Regions from separate parts of the Triticum aestivum genome. Here region 1 is linked to region 2. The links are chromatin contacts, called in public Hi-C maps. All regions are on one chromosome and are shown on one strand. Each heading gives the region's core, a stretch centred on a gene start, on an enhancer-like site or on the middle of the called end of the contact. The rest is flanking DNA. Distances are from core to core; before and after follow the strand shown.

What was found. Hi-C and Micro-C count contacts between places; a contact is called where the count stands out from the background.
Region 1: a contact with region 2 is called in a Hi-C map of leaf, with 4 times the contacts expected there. The contact joins two enhancer-like sites. A contact is called at or near these places in 3 of 5 Hi-C or Micro-C datasets (leaf and an unstated tissue).

Annotation. Positions count from the first base shown.
Region 1 is chr6D:375,658,772-375,663,157 of IWGSC CS RefSeq v2.1, forward strand. No RefSeq gene overlaps it. Among protein-coding and RNA genes, the nearest start is that of LOC780621, 6.9 kb to the right of the region's middle. Within about 2 kb of position 2,545, at least 4 of the 8 cell types and tissues checked have an H3K27ac peak or open chromatin away from gene starts, as enhancers often do.
Region 2 is chr6D:375,379,498-375,383,697 of IWGSC CS RefSeq v2.1, forward strand. It overlaps the pseudogene LOC123142617. Among protein-coding and RNA genes, the nearest start is that of LOC123145192, 12 kb to the right of the region's middle. Within about 2 kb of position 2,039, at least 6 of the 8 cell types and tissues checked have an H3K27ac peak or open chromatin away from gene starts, as enhancers often do.

The sequences.
Region 1 (4,386 bases), core at 1,295-3,794, 280 kb after region 2:
ATTTGCCACTGTCAGTATAAACAAAAGTGCCAAAAAAATACCAGTAGAGATAGACATCATCTGAGCTTAACGATTGTAGCCATGGAAATTGATGAACAACTTCTGAGCTTAATCATGGTTGCCATTTTCATACAATTTTAATGTTGTGGGAGTAATTTCAAAAGGATAGTTGTGATGAAACATGGCAAAAATGACATAAAAGTAACCATGGCTCAGTGGATGTAAGTTGCCACACACATATGATAGAATTTGCCATGTTTGTGAGTCAGAGGACCTAGACATCTAAAAAGTGTGATTTATCAGAAAAATGTCAAGCTACTGCTCTACCACACACCCAAGGATTGGCTAACACGAACAGTCTGCTACCCACGCTCTCCCCAGAGCCAGAACCGCCGCCTCTGCCAGTCGCCGGAAACAAATGACGGATGGAGTCATGGAACCCACTCACCTAGCAGCCCACCGCTGATTTGCCACGTGGGGCTGCACTAGATCTGTGTCTTTGGGCTGGTTGGAGCATGAAAGGCATCGAGCGCGCAGGCGGGAGCACCGACCCGCTACCACGACGCTCGCGCCAGGCGTGTTGCAGGCCTCCATCGACAGGCTCCCGCGCCTTACGCTGGCGAGCCAGGATCCCCGCTCCTCACGCCGACAATGCGAGCGGCCAACAACAGGATTGCCGACTGGTGAGTAAGAATCCAAGGATGGAGGGGTGAGGGTGGCGTTGCTTCAGAGCGGGGGGGGGAGGCAGAGCCGACGAGTACCTATAGACAGAGGCGGAGGCGCGCGAGCTGCCGTTCCATGGCCATCGGATCTGGCGCGTGATGCAGATCGGCGGAGCTGCAGATGAGAGGTCGACATGGGCAGCAGGCCAGGGAACCAAGAATATGCCCGTCGTCAACGACGGCCAGCTGGTCCCCGGCCTCCCCCTCCAACCTCGGCGACGTGGAGGCGAACGGCGAGGTGTCGACTCCCGGCCTGCCGCTACGCGCGCCCAACCAGCTCTCCAGCTCGGCGCTCCCTGCCGCCGTCGTCTCTGGAAACGGCAACGGGAACCGGCCTCCCCCACCAACCTCGGCGAAGCGGAGGCGGTAGGCGAGGTCCCGCGCGGTGATGGAGATTGCAGTGGGGAGTGGCGAGAGTGACGAGGAGAGAAGGCGGTGGGGAGGGGAACGGATAACTCGTCCGGGCAAAAGCGTCAAGTGCCACACGTTCGGGCGAACGCTCTACCACCCGCACGCCTCACTATGCCTACGTGGCACGGGAGATGCCGGCTGATTCCTGTAAGGTTCGTGCACTGCAAATCAACGGTGATTAGCGCGTGTGGGCGAGATGCAAACGCCCACACGTGTGGGTGTTAGTGTTTCCGATCTTTTTTAGTTTCCTAGGCTACTACGCGAGAGGCTGAGCGAGGCGCTGAGATTGGCTTCATTTTTTATTTTCACTCGAAGACCAGCATGCCTGTACGTAATGTACATATACCTGGGAGGCCCCCCTACTTTTGGAGGGGCCGGGGCGCCCCGTTCGCCCCTCCCCAGGACCGGCACTCCCCCCCCCTCCTTCCCGCTGCCACCGCCTACACGTAGGGCTACGACCGCTCCTGTGGCCGGAGGGGCAAAGGACCAGCGAGGAAGTGGTGAAGATGCTCGGCCCTCTCCTTCTCTGTTTGCATTTTAGTAATTTTAGTTTAGATCTCTATCCGTTCCTCGGCTGAACTATCATGCCTAACTCTGTTTTTTTGGGTCCGGTTAAGCTGTGATGTTCATGCAATTTTTTCTGTGTTCCAGAATGTAGTTTTTTGAAATAGATGTTCTGGAACTTCGTTGATATGTACTCCATGGATTTAAGATGTCAGATATGAGGTGCACCGGTGTAGACGCGATGACTTGAGAATTATCCGGTCACGGACGCGCCCGAGTCCACGTACATACAGGGAGCCGCAACACAGTTTTGAGCGCGGACAGGTTGGGAGCTGATCGGCAAGTCCCATCACCGGATGGAGGCATCGAGCTAACGTGCAACGGGGGGCCACTCACGTGGCGCCGCCTCAAAAGCCATGGACAGACGCATAGATGCATGATGAGCACGTACTGTTCCTACCAGTAGCAGCAAGCTGTTCGTGCTGGTTGGTGCATCGGCGCTAGCTCTTGCTGCTGCCCCTCGGTAGGTGGCAGGTCGAACAGCCGAGGAGTAGGCCATCATTTGTCGTTACGACTCGAAGGCACGTACCATGAGAATCATGGCGTCTCGTGCCCCGGATGCCACCGATCAAGTAACGCTGCCGCCGGTGGGCCGACAGGTTCGGCCTGGCGCGTCAAAGACAGCTTCACACGATAACATGTGCGCATCTTAAAGGGCGTATATGGGTACGTATAATTCGATGCCCATCGGACCGCGAGAGTTGGCCACTGCTCGTGGACCAGCGCGCAGTACGTGTGTGTGCCTGAGATTCTACTACTACCATGCTGCATCATGCATGTGCTACTCGGCACTCGCCTTACCAGGCACAGAAGTTTCTTTCCGGAACAGCTATATCACGCATATGGTGAGTTACAGTGTGCTGTCGCCTGCGTGAGCCGGCGTGGGCCGGTCCAAAAGAGTGTGGGTTCAGCACTGCCATGGTTAGGCGATTTTCCTAAATAAAATGTTGTTACATGATGAACCCGTGTACATGATAAACATTTTACAATTATACTATGACCATTCCTTTAAGTACACTATGAAAAATTCATCAATACACGAAGAATGATTTTTTTAATACGTGATAATACATCTTTACACTTGATGAACATTATTTAAATATGTGATCATTCTTTTAAATTAAATGATATTGTTTAAAATACATGATAGATTTTTAGTTAATACTGTAATCAGTTTTTTTTTGAAATGCACGATTTTTTTAGATACACTATAAATAGTTTTTGAAATGCAACATGAACATTTTTTAAATCATACAATGAAAAGGTTTTTGATCCATGATGAACATTTTCTGAAAACATGATGAACATTTTTCTAAGAACACACTTTTTAATTACTTTTTTGTGAACCAGCCTGCTATTGGATGGTTAGAAGGATAGTGATATCCCCGGCCCACCAGGGTTCAAGTCTCAGACTTGACACTGGTGCTCGTATTTTTCTGGATTTATTCCAGATCTTCCGGCGATGTGCGTTCAGTGAGAGGAGACATTCCTGTTGACTATGATGCATATGTCGCGGCTTTGTCAATCTCAAGATGATGTACCAGCACAGTCTTTCGGAGGTACTCATAGTGATAGGATGTGCATGCGTGTGTATGAGCATTTGTGTCTGGACCGTGTTTTTTTTACTCTTTTTAAACATACGTTGAAACGTTTATATGATATTAATAAATTATAAATAATTTTCCAAATGTATATTTTTATACAATGTTTTGAAATACATATAAAAGAGAAAAAAGCAAAATAGAAAACTAGCAAAATCGTACGTTCATAGCCCGCGCCATGATAGGGATTGGGAAATGTGGCAAGGGAAAAAGGGTAACGAAGTGGCGTCCGTCCTTCACAGGCTAGGTGGAAAACATGTTTTGTAGTGAGGAAACGTGTGGCTCGCTCTAATTTTATTTTAGGCAAACTCCGAAGCTTTTTATTCGACCGCCACAATGTTTACAGAGACGACATTAAGATCATTGGGCTAACCTAATCAAACTTGACGGCCGGCCCCTAAGGATAATGCATGCTTCACGAGTTTGTGAGTCTCAGCATTCGAGCTCCTAAATTCATGGATAATATTACAAAAAGTAAAAAGAGTTTTCAGTTTATGATTTCATGTATGATCGCTCCGTAGATCGTTGGGTTCTTCTGTTGTATATCATCCATTACCACTTTGCAATCTGACGCCACTTGAATGCTCCTCTCATACAATCATCTGCTAAGGCCAACGCCTCCCTGATGGCCAATGATTCAAGAGTCGCCGGCTCAGAAATATTTGGGAAAACCACTGCCGACTCACCAAGGAACATACTGGCTTGATCTCTCCAGATGGCACCCACAGCTCCATATGATACTCCTCTCCCAAGAACGGCGTCAACATTTAATTTTGCTGGCCCAGCAGGCGGCGCGATCCACTGTGTTGACCTATTCGGGGATGAAACACGCACATGAGTCACCCTAGGTTCGATTGCTCGCAGCTCGCGTAAGTAATGTCGAACAAAGCTATGGACAACAAATGGGCTTTGATATTTCCATTGCACTCCCCACACTGTCCAAAGAGTCACTACAAAGGTGGTGAACTCTTCATCTGCAAGTGAATCATGCATAGCAAACAACCAACATTTTGCATTGTCATCAATGTTTGTACTAAATTGTTCAGTAATTGCATATTCCGCGCCATTTTCACGGAATAGTGGGCAAA
Region 2 (4,200 bases), core at 789-3,288:
ATTTAAGCAATTTTTCATATAGTATAATCCAGCAGTATGATAGATTAATCATGTCGAACTGAGAAAACATGATGATCAAAAGAAAAAAAATCTACGCATAGTAGACACGTAACCATGTAGATATGATAAAAGCAACATGTCAAGATCAATTCTTACTACTAATATTTCAGGGATAAGAACACATACGACATAGTGGAAGAGGCATTCGCGGTACCATCACTAGTGAGAGACATGTTGGTGAAGAGGTCGTCGACGTCGGGGATGAAATCATCATTGGGGAAGTAGTCGTGTGCAGCCATGGAAAAGAAGAATCTATCAGTCACGCGAAAGCATTCCCAAAAACCCGACTGCCTCTCTCCCGTAAAGCATCGCAAGAGGTGGGATTCCAGAGGCTTGTTGTCTCACTTGTCGGTGCACGCCGAGAAGAAAGATGAAAAGTACGCAGGCTACACAAAGTTTTGAAACAACGTGCCAGACGCATAAGAGGCAAAGGTCTCATACACACTTCTGAGAAGAGGAGCGACCTCTTATAGGCGAGTTCCAACTAACGTACTCATAAGAGAAAGGACAACAACCGTGAGAGTGGATTTTTGGAACCCAGGTGTATTGGAGGACTTTATTTTTAATACTTAAAAATCACATTTAAAGTTTTAAAAAATTCCGAAAAGAATTATAGGTGATCATATGGATGTATATTACATATGTGTAAAGTTTAGTGATGAAATAAGTAAACATGTAAGCTATACAAAAATAACAAAATGGTGCTTTCCAAATATTGAATAATACATGCACTATTCATCTTTCCAAAATCACGCTTTTGTCATTTCTGTGTAACTTGCATGGTTACTTATTTCAGCATCAAAATTTGCACACGTGTAATATGCATTAATATAAACATGTTGATTTATTTTCAGAATTTTTTGAAACTTCTAAATAGTTTTTTTTTTGCACTATTCAAAATATAGGGCTCCAATGCACCTGTCCTCCAAAGTGACTCTTTGCAACAACCATCCGTTATGGAGAGGAAAAGAATCAGTCATAACTGTTAAGTTTCATTTTCCACTAGTGATAAACTTTCCACACTCCTTGTGATGCATGAATAGGCCGTATGGGCCTTTGGAACTTTTTGGAAGAATTACTGAAAAATAATAACGGGCCATGTCCCAATAATTACAACATGTAGCCATAATTTGATGTGAAATCAAGCATGACATACACATGTGGCGGAAAATCACACGCTCATTTTTTTTTCTCACTGGACAAGATGTAGCACTACCTAATTACTCCTGTTTAATTTTTTTTGAGGGTCTTCTCGTGTTAATTTTTGTAAGTGAATAATCCGTGTATTCAAATTCATTGACTGCTTAACATTTGGTCTGATCTTTCGGGCTTCCCCATGGCAAAGTGGGCCAATGGACTGGTCCAACAACAAAGGTTAACTCCTGTAAGAAACAACAAAAAGTACCAACAACAAAAGCTTACGGAATGACTCTCACGCCATTCATGCACTACCAGTCTTGTACCAATAATCTACCAGTACATATATAATGAAGGAACATACTGCATATACGAAATGCGTCGGCGCGTTGGAGTTGCCCTTACGAAATGACCTCTCGTGCCATTCATACATACACATATCTACAGGAAAAAAAATCTACAGAGTCTTCTACCACCAGTACTACCAATACATTACGTACTGAAAATTCATCACAAGGCGCCAAGGCGGACGTAGACGCGCGCACTCCCCACACGCGCTGGAGGGTACACAGACCCACTTCATCCGCTGCGGTTGTAGTATAGCAGTAGTAGTACAGAGTACAGACTACACAACAAGCCAACACCAACGCAAAAGTATGGAGTCACAGGCAGCTCACGCACAAGAGCGGAGTCACAACCCGTGAGATCATTGCAGAATCAGTAGTACCTCGCTTGTCCTGTACCGCAGCGCCGATGTCGACAACAGGATCGTACATACCGCACGCCCCCAAGTGCACGCGGCCTCCTTTTCGCCCCTCCTGCCGCGCTGCATCCGTCCGTCGCAAAGGAGCGAGCAAGCGTCCGTACGCGAGTGACCACTGCCCCGCCCCATCTGAATCGATCGGGACGGGGCAGGCAGCGGCGCTTGGTCGTAGCATAGCTGGATACCACTGGATACCAGCGTGTTCTACCCCCTTGCGTTGAACCAGATCCAACTTCTTGCGTGAGAAATGGCATGTACATGTACTGCACCAAGGATGCACCATCTGTTTCCGGGACCGAACGTGATTTTATAGTCAGCAAGCGCCAAGCAGCAACACCCCCCAAAGAAATGCGGACAGGACAGGAGCCAAACTCAGGACCAGCCCCAGTATCCGGTCCGTGCGGTCGATCAGGTCCCCATTCCCACAACCAAAACCACTAGTGCTCCCTCTCTTTTCCCTCTTTTTTGACAGTTCTTCGCTCACCCATTAACTCTGCCGCAAGATGCGAAACCACCGAGCCGAGGCAAAATTTCATGTTTTGACCCCTTTACCATATAAATTCACGAGCTGATCCCGGCTGGGAAAAAACTCGGGATTTTACCCTTTCGCTACCGCCAGGGGTACTGGCGGTAGGGTTAGACGGAGGGGACGGCGGCCGTTTGCCCGAGCTGACGCGGATAAATACCCTATCGCCAGGGGTACTGACGGTAGGGTTAGACGGAGGGGACGGCGGCCGTCTGCCCGAGCTGACGTGGATAAGTACCCTACCGCCAGGGCCCCTGGCGGTAGGCTGTCTAACCCTACCGCCAGTACCCCTGGCGATAAGGTGTGGCTGGGTTTTGCCTCGCAAACTTTCTGTGACGAAATATTAAACTGCCCTGGCGGTAGGTTCACCCTACCGTCAAGGGGGTTGGCGGTAGGCTGTGTGACCCTACCGCCAGGGTCCGTGACGGTAGGGTCCTGTGTTTTATTGTTTTAAGTTCAATTGCTTGCTTCTTATCAAATTCAATATAACAGCAATATCACAGCAATATCACAGATTTTAAATAATTAAACTTGGGCATCACATACACATAGAACATGTCAAACGAAGTTCAACTAATTAGTAAACGGAGTTCCACATAGTTTCACAAATAATAAATACATAGATCCACAAATAACAAACACATAGTTCCACGTAGTTTCACAACCACTAGACAAGTTCAACCAAATAGCAAACACATAGACAACCCAACTACAAGAGCCAAGTATCCAAGAGCAGAATTAGTTGCTCCTTCCCATCTTGGGGGTACGGTCCTCGTTACTCTTTGAACGAGCCTCCTCAGTCTTCTTCTTGGGCCGTCGAGAAACCGGTCTCTGGAAAGGGTCCGGACTCAGCAAATCCTTCTTCTTCGGATTCCTCTTCGGCAGCTGAGGTGGTTGAGATGATTGAGTTGGTGGAGGTCCATAATCTTCATCGTACTCCTCCTCCCCGTTGCTCTCATCCTCCTCCTCCTCCCCTTCTTCATGTGTGGCCTCGTCCTCCTCATCCTCATCCTCCTCCTCCTCCTCCCCCTTAACCAACCTAGACGACGAGGGAACATGGCTCGATGAGCCGATGTGACCCTGTGGGGCTACAGGCTGATAAGCTTCAACCGACCCAGCTCCAGCACACCCAAGCAGCCCTACCAGCTTGCGACAACGCTTCACGAACTTCTGCACTCACAATGAAACAAGGGCATAATAAGTATCAGATTTATGATTGCAAGTGAACAAGATGCATCTGTTCCGTGGAGGCTGAAATTGTACCCTCATCGTCCCCCTCACTCTGTTCTCAGATTGTACACTCCCGAGGGCATCACCTAGTGCATCTGAGGCTTTAAAGATGCATCTGTTCAGCTCACCAGACTGTAACTGCATAAGTCAGTCACGATGACGAATAAAATAATTTAAATACAACCGTCGGTTCAAACTTACCACTCTGTTGATGAGGGGTGCAAACTCCCTAAATCCACTGTGCATGTCTCTGATGCCGGTCTGGTAGGCCTCTTCCTCGGGGTCATCCCTCTCCAGCTCCGCGATGTCTTCCGCCGTCCACCGAGGCCTGAGACGAAGACAGTGCTTCTGGCCATCATCGTACCACCTCATGTGTCGGCCCAGGTAAGCATCCCAGTCAGTCACTTTCCTCTCCACGTCTTTACGGTACCTCCGTCGGTTCCACTCCGTCACGTGAGTTTTATGCTCCTCTCCCCAGTCTTTG